Regions from separate parts of the Mus musculus genome. Here region 1 is linked to region 2. Evidence: chromatin contacts called from public ChIA-PET data. All regions are on one chromosome and are shown on one strand. The core of a region is the stretch at or near the end of the contact, and the rest is flanking DNA. Distances in the headings are between cores, read along the strand shown.

Region 1 (6,329 bases), core at 1,650-4,149, 37 kb after region 2:
GTCAAAGACATAAGTGTTGGAGCCAGAAGGTAGGTTTGCTTATTGACCCTAGCACTTCCTGTGTAGTTGACTACAAGCTATTCAACCTTGCCAAGTTTTCATATGGCAATCACAGGAGCAGCTGGCAGACTGTTGCCATGTCGGAATGAGATCTGAGTGCAATGAGCATGCCTCCCTTGGCCAACCCAGCATAGATATAAATATTATCTTCTAATAATAAAGTTGATATTTTGAAAGCTTCATCACTTGAAGTGTGTCCAACGATGCTGTCTCATTCTCATTTGTGATAAAGGAAAAGACCCAAGAAAACCAAACGCTTCCATTTAACTGAACTTCCGGTCTGCAGACAGCCCGAACTCTGGGTAAGAATTCTCCAGATTCTTTGCCACAAGAAGTATGGCTTCAATGTACCTTTGAGTGTGCCAATTTAGCAAACTCAACAGCCTAATTTTAATATGTCAGACTCAAAGACTAGCCTTCTGCAAGGTGTCTTCACATCTTGTAGGAACTGTGGGTTAGGTTGTACCTGTCCATATCACTCCCAGAATCATGTCACTCACGAGACACAAGTTGTAGAGCTGGCAAAGGAGAGGACATCTTACCCTGAGCATGGAGCTTATTTGCATTAATTGAGGCTGAATATTCACAGGTTACAAAGCTCTCGACAGGTTTTCACAAGCCCTCCAACAGGATGACAGTATTTACAGTGGCCTTAGCGAACACTTACTGTGGGAGAATTCATAAATATGTAGAGCCCTCACTGTGCAGTCACCAGCATGGTTTCTGGGCCTCTGCTCTTATTTTATGGTCTCCCTTTAATCCAGCAATTTAAGGTTGGGAATGACAAACCTTTACCAACTCCCGAATTCTAACTGAAGTCAGGGGTTACGTTTCCTGCCTAACCCTCTTAGGTCTTTGGATGTCCTCCAGGAGCCTTCTTCCCATCTACAGACTCTTCTTCACACTTGATATGTTCCTTTACCTTTTCCTCCACCAACACAACAAAATAAACTCCACAGAAGCTAAACAGTGTCACCTTATGTGACAGAATTCATACATTATGGGGTATAACTTTCTGATTTCCCTGGTCTCTTCCCTCAGAACTTTAGAGTTTAGAATTTCAGTCCTGCCTCTATTTACCTTACCAGAAGATTAACATCCCCTTTCGTGTATACTATATAAGGATAGCATATAAAAGATAAGAAATAGACAATTTTGTTTCTTGGTATAACATGCAAATAAATAGAAATTAGTATTGGTCACATAACTAATAGTAGCAAACTGTATTTTGAACTGAAACATAGGCCAAGAAAAACATGAGGATAAATGGAGTTAAGGTGTTTTTAGGTCTTCACTGTTCCTAGAAAGAGGATCAATGCCTCACTTGGATTGTGCTTTGATAATTCACAAGTATATATACAACACTTAAAGATTGATGTGTGTAGCTTCATATTAATAGAGAAAAGACAGGACAATAAAAACCCATCCCTACCTGCAAAGTCAAGGAGACAAAGAGGGGTCAATGAATATGTTTTTAAAAAAAGTACACATTGAGTGGTTAGAACATTTATGACTATTATGGGCTGCCTTGTGTCCCCTGGTTCACTTGTTCAGGCTGAAACTCTCAATATCTGAGAGCCTGGCTCCAATGGGAGTTAGGCCAGTTGGCAGTAAGTATGGCTGCATGTAGTCATTAGGGTGAGCTTTTAACCTAAAAATTATCTTTTAAGGAGAAGGTACAAGAGCATACACTCAGAAGAGAGACCCTATGATGACAAAGGAAGATGGTAGCCATAACTAAGCTGGGACACGTTGCCTGAGAAGAGACAACCTCTTGCTCTCAGATAGGTGGTCTCTATCACTGCCAGAGAACAAATACCAATGGTTTGGGCTAGATATCTGGTGGGAAGAAGCTCTGATAACTATGATAACTGTTTAGAGTTGTTAGTATTTACGTCAGATGTGGATTGTCTGTCCCATTTGAAAGACACAAACTGGAAGTGGTTAGATACCTGGAGACATTTTTTATGCTATGACTGTACCAGTGGGCACCGCTCAGCAAGCAGTGAAGTGTTGTAGCATCCAGACTCTATAGTTGGGTGTCATGCTTGGTGGCTTATCTCCTTCAACAGCCTTCGTGGTATCTCCTGGAACTGTGAGCGCTAACCATCATGGAAGAGACTTGAAGTTCAGTTCCTACTTGCTTCCTTTGGGCTCTATATCCAGAGTGTGTAGTGTCTTCAGCAATGGTCTTACTGTTTAGTCCCATTTGGGATCCAAGAGTGATGACAGTAGTTTATGTTGTTAAGGAAGCCTCTGAGGGATATGGTACATACCAAAATCTTGTAGGGAGGCATCCTGTACCTGGCGCTGGGATTTTTCTTAGAAAGACTTGACTTCTGGGAGCAGCCTTAAGCATCAATGGAAAATCATTACAATCAAGCTTACCCCTTTAAAATCATGGTTTAGCTAGTTTATAAAATAATAGACTTCTTTTTAAAAAATAATTTTATTTTTGAGAGTATAATTATATAATTTCTTCCTTTCCTTTTGTCTCTCCAAACTCTCTCATGTGCCCCATCCTTGATCTCTTTCAAATTTATAGCCTCTTTTTCTTTAGTTGTTGAGAAACACACACACCCTTCTCAGATCATATGACCTCTCTCTCTCTCTCTCTCTCTCTCTCTCTCTCTCTCTCTCTCTCTCTCTCACACACACACACACACACACAGAGATATATGCAATCTTACGACAAATGTCTTGTCTTCTGGCTGATTGAATCTTTCCATCCCTTCTTTTGCAATGATCCATGAGCCTTAAGTGTAGGAGTTGTTTTGTAGATGTATCAGTTGTGACTGGGTTTCACAATTCATTTTGATCGGATGTGGTTTTCTGCAGTGGTCTCTGTCTGTTGCAAAGAGAAGTTTCCTGGAAGAGGGGTGAGACCTGCATTTACCTGTGGGTATAAGGACAAACATTTAGAATGCAGCTAGGGATCATACTGGTTTAGTAGAGTGGCATTTGTGGGCTCTCTTCCAGGAACCATGGCCTCACTAGCCCTTGGCAGTTGGCAAGGTTTCCAGTACCAGGCAGGCTTTTCCACTTGTTGTTTGGGCCTTAAGTCCAATTAGAGAGCTGCTGGTTACTGCCAAGGTAAGTGTTCCAACCTTGTCTCAGGGTTTTACTGATGTGAACAGACAGGATGACCAAGGCAACTCTATCAAGGACAACATTGAATTGGGGCTGGATTACAGGTTCAGAGATTCAGTCCCTTATCATCAAGGCAGGATCCTGGCAGCATCCAGGCAGGGATGGTACAGGAGGAGCTGAGAGTTCTACATCTTGTTCCAAACGCAAATAGGAGAAGACAGGCTTCCAGGCAGCTAGGACGAGGGTATTAAAGACCATTCCCACAGTGACACACCTACTTCAACAAGGTCACACCTCCTAATAGTGCCAGTTTTCCTTTGCCAAGAATATACAAACCATCACATTCCATTCGCTGGAACCCATAGGGTTGTTCAAACACAGGAGTCTATGGGGGCCATATTGAGTCATAGCATAATGGAAAAAGTACATTTAATCCAACTTCCAAAGTCCCCATAGTCTATAGCAGTCTGAACAATGTTAAAAGTCCAAAGTTCAAAGTGTCTTCTGAGGTTCATCCAATCACTTAACTGTAATCAGCAAAGCGAGTCAGGAAACCAGCTGGGCAAACAGCAATCCCTCTCATGTCTGTCTTACCTTGCATTCATGAATGAAGATCACTTATGGGCTTCTTCTCATCTAGCTCCAGACTCAGTATGTTTCAGATGTGAAACATACACATCTTAAAAATAAGTAGATGATGGACCTTCAGCTGTGCTAGGGTTCAAATATGGTTCAATCACCTGGAATCTTGTAAGCCTCTCTTCTCAACTATTGAACGCATCCTAAATTTTGTTCAACATTACAGTGAGGTTTTGAGACAATTTATCTTTCCATAAATTTACACCAGAATAGTATACCACCAGAATATCAATCCCATAATGTACTTCTCAGTGAGGAAAGTGATGGCTTGGAAAAGGACTGCGGTCCAGTAGGGGTTGGGCAATCAGCTAGCTCCCTGTAAGTGGTTACTTCCGAATAGCTGATTCTTAAGATGGAAGCTCAGTGAATAATGGTTGACTAAAGATAACGAAGAAGCTGAAATGTCTAAACTGTACCCCGATGACTCGATTGGCATCGGCTTAGACACCTAACTGAGCTGCTGGCTTATGGAGAGATTTGCCTATCTCTTTGCCCCGCCCCCGCCTTTTGTTCAGCTGTCAGATTTTTTTTTTTTTCTGCTTGTAAACAGCTGATGGAGAGTGGAAGCTGAGGATAGCCTACAGCTGTCTCAGAAAGTGCTGAGGAGCGGGATGTTGTGAGTTCATCTACCCTTTGTTTATGTGTGTGCTTGCAAAGAGATCAGAGAAAGAGAGGGTAGGAGAAAGGAAGAAAGGAGGGTGGAAAGGGGAGTGGGAAGTGGAGAGAGAAAAGTGCCATAAATAATAAAATAGTTCAGTTTCAATCTTCCTGGATTCATTTTGTCTATTGAGTTAGGACAAGAGTAGGTGAAGCTTAGCGCGCGCGCGCGCGCGCGCACACACACACACACACACACACACACACACACACACACACAACCTTTGATAAGTGTAAAAAGGATACTTATCATGTCACCATAGGGTTAACATTTATAGCTCCAGTCAATAGTGAGCCTGAGGTTTTTTTTTTTTCCCAAGTCCCTGGAGGAGGCGTTTTGATTGCATTTCTGGGATCTTGCCCTGGCTTCCTTTAGCTTCCCAGGGCTGTGATCTCTGTAGAAAGAACTCAAAGGAGATGCACAGGAGGTAGATTAGAAGACAAGCAGGGCTTATTACAGAATCATATGCAGCCCTGTCAAGGGTAGAAGAGGGCAATGATTGCCTGTCAATGTGGAAACAGCGCTCCCCTCAAAGAGAGTAAGAGTGTTTATTCTGGAGCTGAACACGAGTGACCATAGCCCATGGGCACAAATGCAGGTTACCCGAACACTGTGTTCCACATGGCAACAGTTTCAGGAAGCATTTAAAGTAACAAACAAAAGGAGATCACAAATCAAGGCCCTCTTAGACACAGGTGGTCAGTATACACTGTAGTCAGAGGGGACAGCAGGAAGACAAGCACCACAGAAGAACTGAGGAAGTACCCCCGGTCAAAGGTGTAAGCAAAGATGAGATACAGGTGCTAGGGAAGGGAGAGTAGGAAGGAGCGGGCTAACCTAAACTAAGGATGTGTGAAGAAGCCTTACAGAAACTCACTAGTTTGCAAAGTAATTAGAAAACCCAATATAGGGCTGGCCGAGAAGTGGTCAGAACACTTGTCACTCTTGCAGAGGTTTTGGATGGCTTTCTTGTACCCACATCAAGCAGCTTTCAACTTCCTAAAACTCCAGTTCTAGAGGATCCGATGCTGCATGCTGGCCTGCCTCCAGGACATCTCAGGATACACACATAGACAAGCAGGCAAACACATACACGCAGAACAAAAATAAACAAGTCTTTTAAAAAAATGTAGTGTATGTTTTTAAAAGGAGTTTGAACAGATGTCCTCCAAGGGTGGACAATGATACTCCAAGAAGGTATGGGTTACTAAATGAAAATCTCTGGGTCAAGCACAAGATACCTCCTGAAGACTTATTGGTCATGGAGTCCCCACAGACATCGAAAATGGCACAGGCTTTTGATATTGCCCTTGACTTCTCACCACAATTAAATGTAAGGCTGTATTGCTGAAGACACCACTCACTCTGATGCAATATATAGAGAAATAAACCTCAGGTGAACAGAGACTTCTCTCTCTGTTGGCTAGCTTACATAGCACTGTAAGGTGCCATGAGGTTTGCCTGGGAGAGAAAAGACTTCAGTGGTCTTATCTAGTCCCGCACTATGCATGCTAGAGTATCAACCTGCCTGGAAAGATGCACCCAATGGTACAATAGTGGTATGGCAGTTATAGGAGTAACCAATCACTTTCTGCTTGGATATGAAGCCTGCTGTACAGGAGGGATTTCACACCTGGTATTCTGTAAACCTGGCCCAAAGCCCATAACTGGGGAAACTGTGGGGAACTTACTGTTGATGTTATGTTAAATGATCACGCTGTCCATCTGTCTTCTAAATACTTATGTTTATACCCATAATTTGTGCTAATCCCAACTTGGACCAGAGAAACTTCTTTTTGCAGTGGGTAGAGGTTAATGTACAGTATCATTACTGGTCAAAGTGCCAAGCACAAGTTAACTGTGAATGCTTAGGTGTGATGGA
Region 2 (6,389 bases), core at 1,503-4,002:
ATTTTTAACACCGGTGTAACTGTCACCCATTTTCTTGTTGACACCATCCTGTGGATGTTTACAGGACTTTTCAGGTGGAGGGAATGTGTTTTCTGTCTCAGAGGTCAAGGTTTGGCACTATTATATACAGCTTCAACTTTTATGTCACCCATAGACTTTGCCTGGGAAACTGCTACTATTAGTGATCTGCCTAAAGACAAATAGAAAGGTCTCCAGCCCCCACTGATTGATTCCCTGTTAAATGACCAAATTTTCTGGGCAGTAAGTTGTGTGTGTGTCTGTGTTACACATTGTTAGAAGCTTAAAATCAATTACTCAGCTTGGTGAGGAAGAGTTTTGCCTTTCTCCCCAAATATTTCCCTGGAATTTCCTGCAGGGCCCAAGTAACATAAGGAAATTCAAGGCGACAGAAATGAGACTAGGCAGACATACATCTACATTTACAATAGCAAGCAACTTTGCCCATAGCCTGTATTTCTATGGATAATTTTTCTAAGGGCAAATTTCCTAGTTCACTGATCCATAATGCTACCACATTATTGATGAAATTAAGGTAATATTGAACGTGACAGCACTTGAGAAGCAATCTTAAGCTGCCTTTTTATTGCATGCAATTAGCAATAGAATTGAGAACCACTTTCTAATAGAAAATCACCAGCCATAGATAGAGGTTGCAAATGAAATTCACTGTAGCAATTTCAGCCAATAAGTTTCAACTTCTTTCTCTCCATTTGCTGAAGTTATCTGCACACACACCCCCTCCCCGCTCCAAGGTTTAGTCCCACCAATTAATGAGAAAACAGTTAAATTGGGCTAGCAACAGAGTTTCAACTGAGATTTATGGCTTTCTCATCTTCCAGAGAGACTCCAAAACCACCCCTGACACCTCACTCTGAAATCTCTGTATTAACAGATGGGTGTGTCAGGAACACGGAACCCTGGATTCAAGTGACCAACAAGCTCTAGACTTTGAAAGAGCCCTTAATTCATATGAAGGCTTTCTGCTCTAGGCTGGGGGACCTCCCAACAGCCTCTACCTCAACATCGCCAACACACTCTTGTTAAAACAAATTTATCCTAGATACGTTATCCAACATGCCCTTGTGAAAACACTCTTAGATTTATCCTAAATACTTTAATATTTAACTCCAATTTTTGCTTTCAGATTACAAAATTCCTAGGCCTCCAGCCCCCGAACCCCGAACCCCGAACCCCTTTCTCTCCAGTAGCCTCAGCCCAAATCATCACAATAATAAAAGATGATAAATTGCCTTCAGTTTGGAACATTGCCTAAACACCCGACAGGCCCTGTTTAATGAGCAACAGGGATTGGCCGTATCAGAGTTTGCTCCAGCTGACCTCTTTGGTCTCCAACCCTGAGCAGAGGGACAGGGACGGGGGGGGGGGGGGGGGGGGAAACTGGGTCTTTGGGATATGACAGTCAGATCTGACCAAAGAGCAGAGCTGAGTGTCGCCAGCCCTGCTCTCTGTTTGCAAAGTTCATTCTGGAAAACAGCAGGCCCAGAGCAGCTGTCCACAGCAGGACAGCGCGAAAGAGGCCCGAGAAAGCATTGGGACCAGGAAACTGACTGGCTAGAGAACCCAGGAACTCGAGGGGAGTGGCTGGGAGCATTTCTTTGCTGTTGCTCAGAAATCTAAGGCCTGCTACAGCTGGTGGGCGTCCAGATGGGGATCGAAGCCTAGTGCCAGGCTGTGACGGCAGAGTGAAGTTCCCACAGCCCAGGGTGGGAGTGGACATGGGTAGCCAGGACCTGGAGGGTCATGCTAGGGAGTCCGGTGCTGGGGTTCCTCGGAAGGGTTCTCACCTGTTCCAGCGGGCCACCTTCCTCCGGTAATACCGCAGCGCCTCCTGGCTGGCCAGGAGCCAGTCTTCGGGTCCCAGGAGAGGCGGATCCTCCAGGACTTGGTAGAGCGAGTGGGCGAAGAGGGCCTGCAGCTTAGAGCGCGGGGCAGGGTGGCCGCGGCTGGGATGCTCAACCCGGGGCAAAGCTCCTGAAAAGTTGTGCGAGGCTGTGCCAAGGTCTCGGGAGGCTGCGGCTGAGTGTAGAGACGCGGAGGGGGCGCGGCCAGAGCACGGGCAGGCGGCGGGGCGCTCGCCCGGCCGGAGCTGGCGCTGCACTTGCGGCCAGAGGTGGAAGTAGAGGTCGGCGGAGAAGAGCGCGCCCAGGAGCAGCAGGGCCAGCAGGCGGTCCCTGCGCAGCCCGGGCATGGCCCAAGCGGACACCCGGGAAACACTTGGGGTGCAGACGGAAGAAGCTCCTGGAGTCCGGAGGAGGCTGGAATGCTCACACAGGGGATTAGCTCTTCCTGGAAGGGTGTCTTCCCTGAACTTGGGGACCGCGTGCAGGAAGCTCACAGTGTTGACAGCGTCGTCTTTTCTTGCCCAGTAGAGAGGCAGGGTTGGGGTTCCCTGGCTACCCGGTTGTTATTTGAGTCTCTTTGCCCTGTGACCCCCTCTGCCAGGGACCGCTCAGGTGGGGAGGTCCCGTGGAGGAGTGCTGGCTCTGGTGGCCGTGTAGAGGGCGATCACTGGAGGGAGCGCAAAGGAGCTCTCGCCCCCTAGGAGGAGGCTGGAGAGACTGCGTAGCCCGGGGCGTCTCTTCCAAGGATGCTGTCTCTCCGCAGCTGCTGAGACAGATCCAGCGGCTCCTCCTGCAGGCGGCAGGGACTCCTGTGCCCCGGGCTGGCAGGAGCGGAGGGAACGCAGAGTTGACAAAGCAGGGGCGACTCAGGGCGAGCTTGTCTTTGCGCCTAGACTCCTAGAGGCAGAGGTAACGCGGAGCCTCCCCGCTGCCTGGATTGGCCTGGCGCCCGCACCTCCGCCCACTCTTAGCTGGCACCTGCCTCTGGCATAGCTTGCCAGCCAAACTCCCAATCCCTTTGCTGCCGGCTCTGCCCTTCCACCTTGTCATCAATCCTCTCCTCCGGCTCCTCCTCTTTGTCCCCACTTTCCTTGCTCAGGGCTCTTCATACACATCCTGGTGAGCCCAAGAGAGGTGGACTTGAGCCTTTCATTTCCATTTTTAGGGTTTTTTTTTTTGGGGGGGGACAATGCAAACCCTTAAAAGCCTTTCTTCTGTAAGCTTTGCCAGATGTGTGTCTGGGGGTTTGGATTTCATTTCTCAGCATACTCGCTGCAGGGCATAAACTGGATTCATAGCAACCAGCACATAGTAGGCACTTGCTCTGAAGATACTCACGTGGTGCACAAAAATAGCTTGCCCTTTAAAAAATAAGAGCCCCTCCCACTCCCCTTAACCTAGAACCTGGGTGATTTCCTGTTTGGATGGAGTTTGACTCCAAATCTTCCAGTACTTTGAAAAGAGGAAATGGCAGGGAGGGAGGGGCCCCAAATGACCCCACTCCGAACTCTTGAATGTAGCTTGGTGTGAAAGTAGTCCACCCAAATGAATCACTGGAGGACCCGCTTACTTAGGCTTTCTCCTGATATCCTGTGAGGTCATTTACACTTCTCCACCCCGTGTTCCTTCCTTCTGAGGATCAGGGGAGGGCAGCCCTGAAACCTTGGCTTTCTCTGTTTTATAATTTGGGAGCATAGTAAATGCGAGTCTGCCTGGAGAGGTGGCCCCACCCTGGAGAATGTTCAGGAAAAGACTGTTTCCCCCCAGCTGTTGCCTGCCTGGGCAACAAAGCGCCTATGTATGCTAATTTCATTGGTTAAGGATCTCCAGGTTCTTGCTGGAGTCTCCATTCTGAGACACTGTAGCTTGTGGGTTAACACTGGAGTTTTCCCGGCAGTTGGTCAACTATTTCTTGTGGCAGCTGCTGTCCTCTCATCTTTAGATAGAAGTGCGTGTGTGTGACCGTGTGTGTGTGTGTGTGTGTGTGTGTGTGTGTGTGCCCGTGTGTGTGTGTGCCCGTGTGTGTGCCCGTGTGTGCCCGTGTGTGTGCCCGTGTGTGTGCCCGTGTGTGTGCCCGTGTGTGTGTGTGTGTGTGTGTGCTTGGGGAGATCAGATGTCAACCTTGAGTGTTAGTCTTCAGGAGCCACTGATCCACACTGATGCTTTTAAGGCAGGTTTTTTCTCTGGGACCAGATTGACCGGCCAGTGAACCCTAGAGACCGTCCAGTCTCTGCCTCCCTATTGCTGGGATTACAATCGTCTGCCAGCACACTAGCTTGATTTTCATGTGGGTCTTGGAGAGTAGTCTTGTGTTTGCACAGCAAGAAGATTACTAATTGAGTTATTGCCTAAGCATCCTGCAATGAGAATTTACTCCATGAGCTCATCGTGAGGCTTAAAATGAGTTCAAGTATACATAGTGCTCAGAATATCCCTAACTCATGCCAGACAACTATGAGACAGGGTTTGGCTGTAGCGAGTACTTCTGGTTTCTTGTAAAGCACTAGATCAGATTGGAGACTCGTTATGGTTTGAAACAAACAAACAAACAACGGCAAACCACAGAAAAACACTGGAAATACAAAACACCAGAGAAAAGGACTAGATTCCTTAAGACTGAGTCCAACTAGGAAACCTCAAGACCCAGCATCCGCAGCCAATTCCCAGGAGCCGGACGAGGTCAGAGCCTTTAAGAGACCTGTGGGGCTTGGACTTATTTTTTTTTTTTTTAAATCTAGCATTAAATTCTAACAGGCGGTCAGTTTCTGAGAGACTTTGCAACTTTTGCTTTGTCTAATTAGGCATCACGGCCCATAGACTAAAAAGCCAGGTAATGATCAATGGTGCCTTATCGACGATAAGAAGCTCTTGCATGTTTCTAGACTGATAAAGATGCCGTAAGCCCCGTGACTTTGATTATCCCCAGCCAATGGGCTCATGCCTCCTCGGCAGACATTTTCATCTGGCTCCAGTAGAGTAAATGCTCTTTCTAACTTGCTTGAAGGTTATCTGAACGTACATACCTTAGAAAGGTCAAGGGCATGGAAGTCAGAGATGAAGTGAATGTGAAGTCAGGGCAAGAGAGTACCATTGGTCACCCAGCTGCTGTTTTCAAGGTGTTCTCCAAAATCTCTTTCTTTTTCAGATATGAGCTCTGCTTCTCTGCTTCTCTATGTCTGGGCTCCCAGGTTCCCTTAACTAGCCTCAGCTACATATTTTCAATGAATGCTGAAGCTATTCCAAATGGTTTTCCATGACCTGTTGTTGGCTTCAGTTTCCCACTGGAAATCCATCTTCCCCTTTGTAGCTCCTCTCCTTGTGGATGCACCCCAAACTTCACGCATCTATAGACTTGCAGACAAGCTCCGGACCTGCCTCTTGGCTTTCAGTATGGCTCCATTTCATCACTCACCCACGCTCACCAGAATGGGATTCCAACACAGATACAACCAGGACATCCCGCACCTGAGCTTTGGATGCAGGGAGATTAGGCCATTTGCTGTGCCATAGCTCTTCATAGGCTGGCTTCTAACTTCCATTCCAACCTCATTTCTAGATCTCTCCTGTACCCTGTCTTTACCCCATGATGGTTTCTGCAATTCTTTAAGTGCTTCAGGTTCCTAGAGACTCTCTTGAGCCAAATGCTCTTTCTTGCTCTTTACCTATACGAAGAGTATCCATCTATCCATTGACTACTGAAGTGTTGGCCATGTGTCCCTTCTCCCTCCCCATGCACGTCCTCGAACCCACTTAATTCAGTGCTATCAGTTTTTGTGTGTCACCCCACCCCCCAGCTCCTCATATAACTCCACACTTCAGCACTGCCCATGTTGTATGTAATTCATTGTTTGCATGCGTTCAGCATTGAAATGTGCCCCCTTCTCAAACTTGTATGCCGAAACCGTAGCTTCTTCCAACATCTCAGGGTGTGAGCCCATTTGGCAGCGAGGTCATTGCAGGCATAATGGAGACAACCTGGAGGAGAGTGGGTCCTTGAGGGGGAGTTTGGATTCAGAGTCGTGCACAACTTGACAGCACTAGGTAAAGATGAAGACGGAAATCAACTACAAGACAAAACATGATGAACAATGCCCTCAAACCTCAAACACTAAGCAAAAGGCACAGAGCAGAAACTTCAGACGAGACCAACCCTGCTTGCCTCTGGAGCTTAGAGGTTCTGCCCCTAGAACTGTGAGCTAATACATTTCTGTTGTTTGAGCTACCTGCTTTGTTAATACCTTGTTATAGCCGCTCTTGCAGGCTAATACGGTGTGCATGTTCCCCCTCACTGAGCACTCCCTCTGAGCACAGAGAAAGTAGACTTCTTATTAACAGACCCGGGTCTCTAACAGCCTTCCATTTGAGGGAATGCTTGCTGAGCGAGGTACAGGCATATTGGAAATCTCTGCCATTACAAGGCCCAGAACACCATGGGGGCTTAGCCATTGGTAGTGATGAAATGACATAATTTGGAAACCTGTAGGAGACACAGAAGAAATATCTGAC

Evidence for each region. ChIA-PET counts read pairs in DNA pulled down with a chosen protein or histone mark.
Region 1: a contact with region 2 is called in an RNA polymerase II ChIA-PET map of effector CD8 T cells, with 462 read pairs. The contact joins the enhancer-like site here to the promoter of Fam20a in region 2. A contact is called at or near these places in 2 of 39 promoter capture datasets (liver and macrophages), 2 of 15 datasets of contacts at CTCF or cohesin (CD8 T cells and the NIH/3T3 cell line), 7 of 484 Hi-C or Micro-C datasets (CD8 T cells, the HPC-7 cell line, astrocytes and 3 more), 6 of 115 datasets of contacts at active chromatin or transcription factors (CD8 T cells, astrocytes, effector CD8 T cells and 3 more) and 2 of 9 other capture datasets (adipose tissue and pancreatic islet).

The regions. Positions count from the first base shown.
Region 1 is chr11:109,755,917-109,762,245 of GRCm38.p6, forward strand. No RefSeq gene overlaps it. Among named protein-coding and RNA genes, the nearest start is that of Gm42093, 24 kb to the left of the region's middle. Within about 2 kb of position 2,900, at least 17 of the 459 cell types and tissues checked have an H3K27ac peak or open chromatin away from gene starts, as enhancers often do. A contact at or near this core is called in CD8 T cells and effector CD8 T cells, where this site is marked.
Region 2 is chr11:109,719,486-109,725,874 of GRCm38.p6, forward strand. It overlaps Fam20a (family with sequence similarity 20, member A), which reads right to left and starts at 2,753. Exons shown (of 11, transcript NM_153782.2): 1 at 1,827-2,753. The coding sequence starts at 2,230.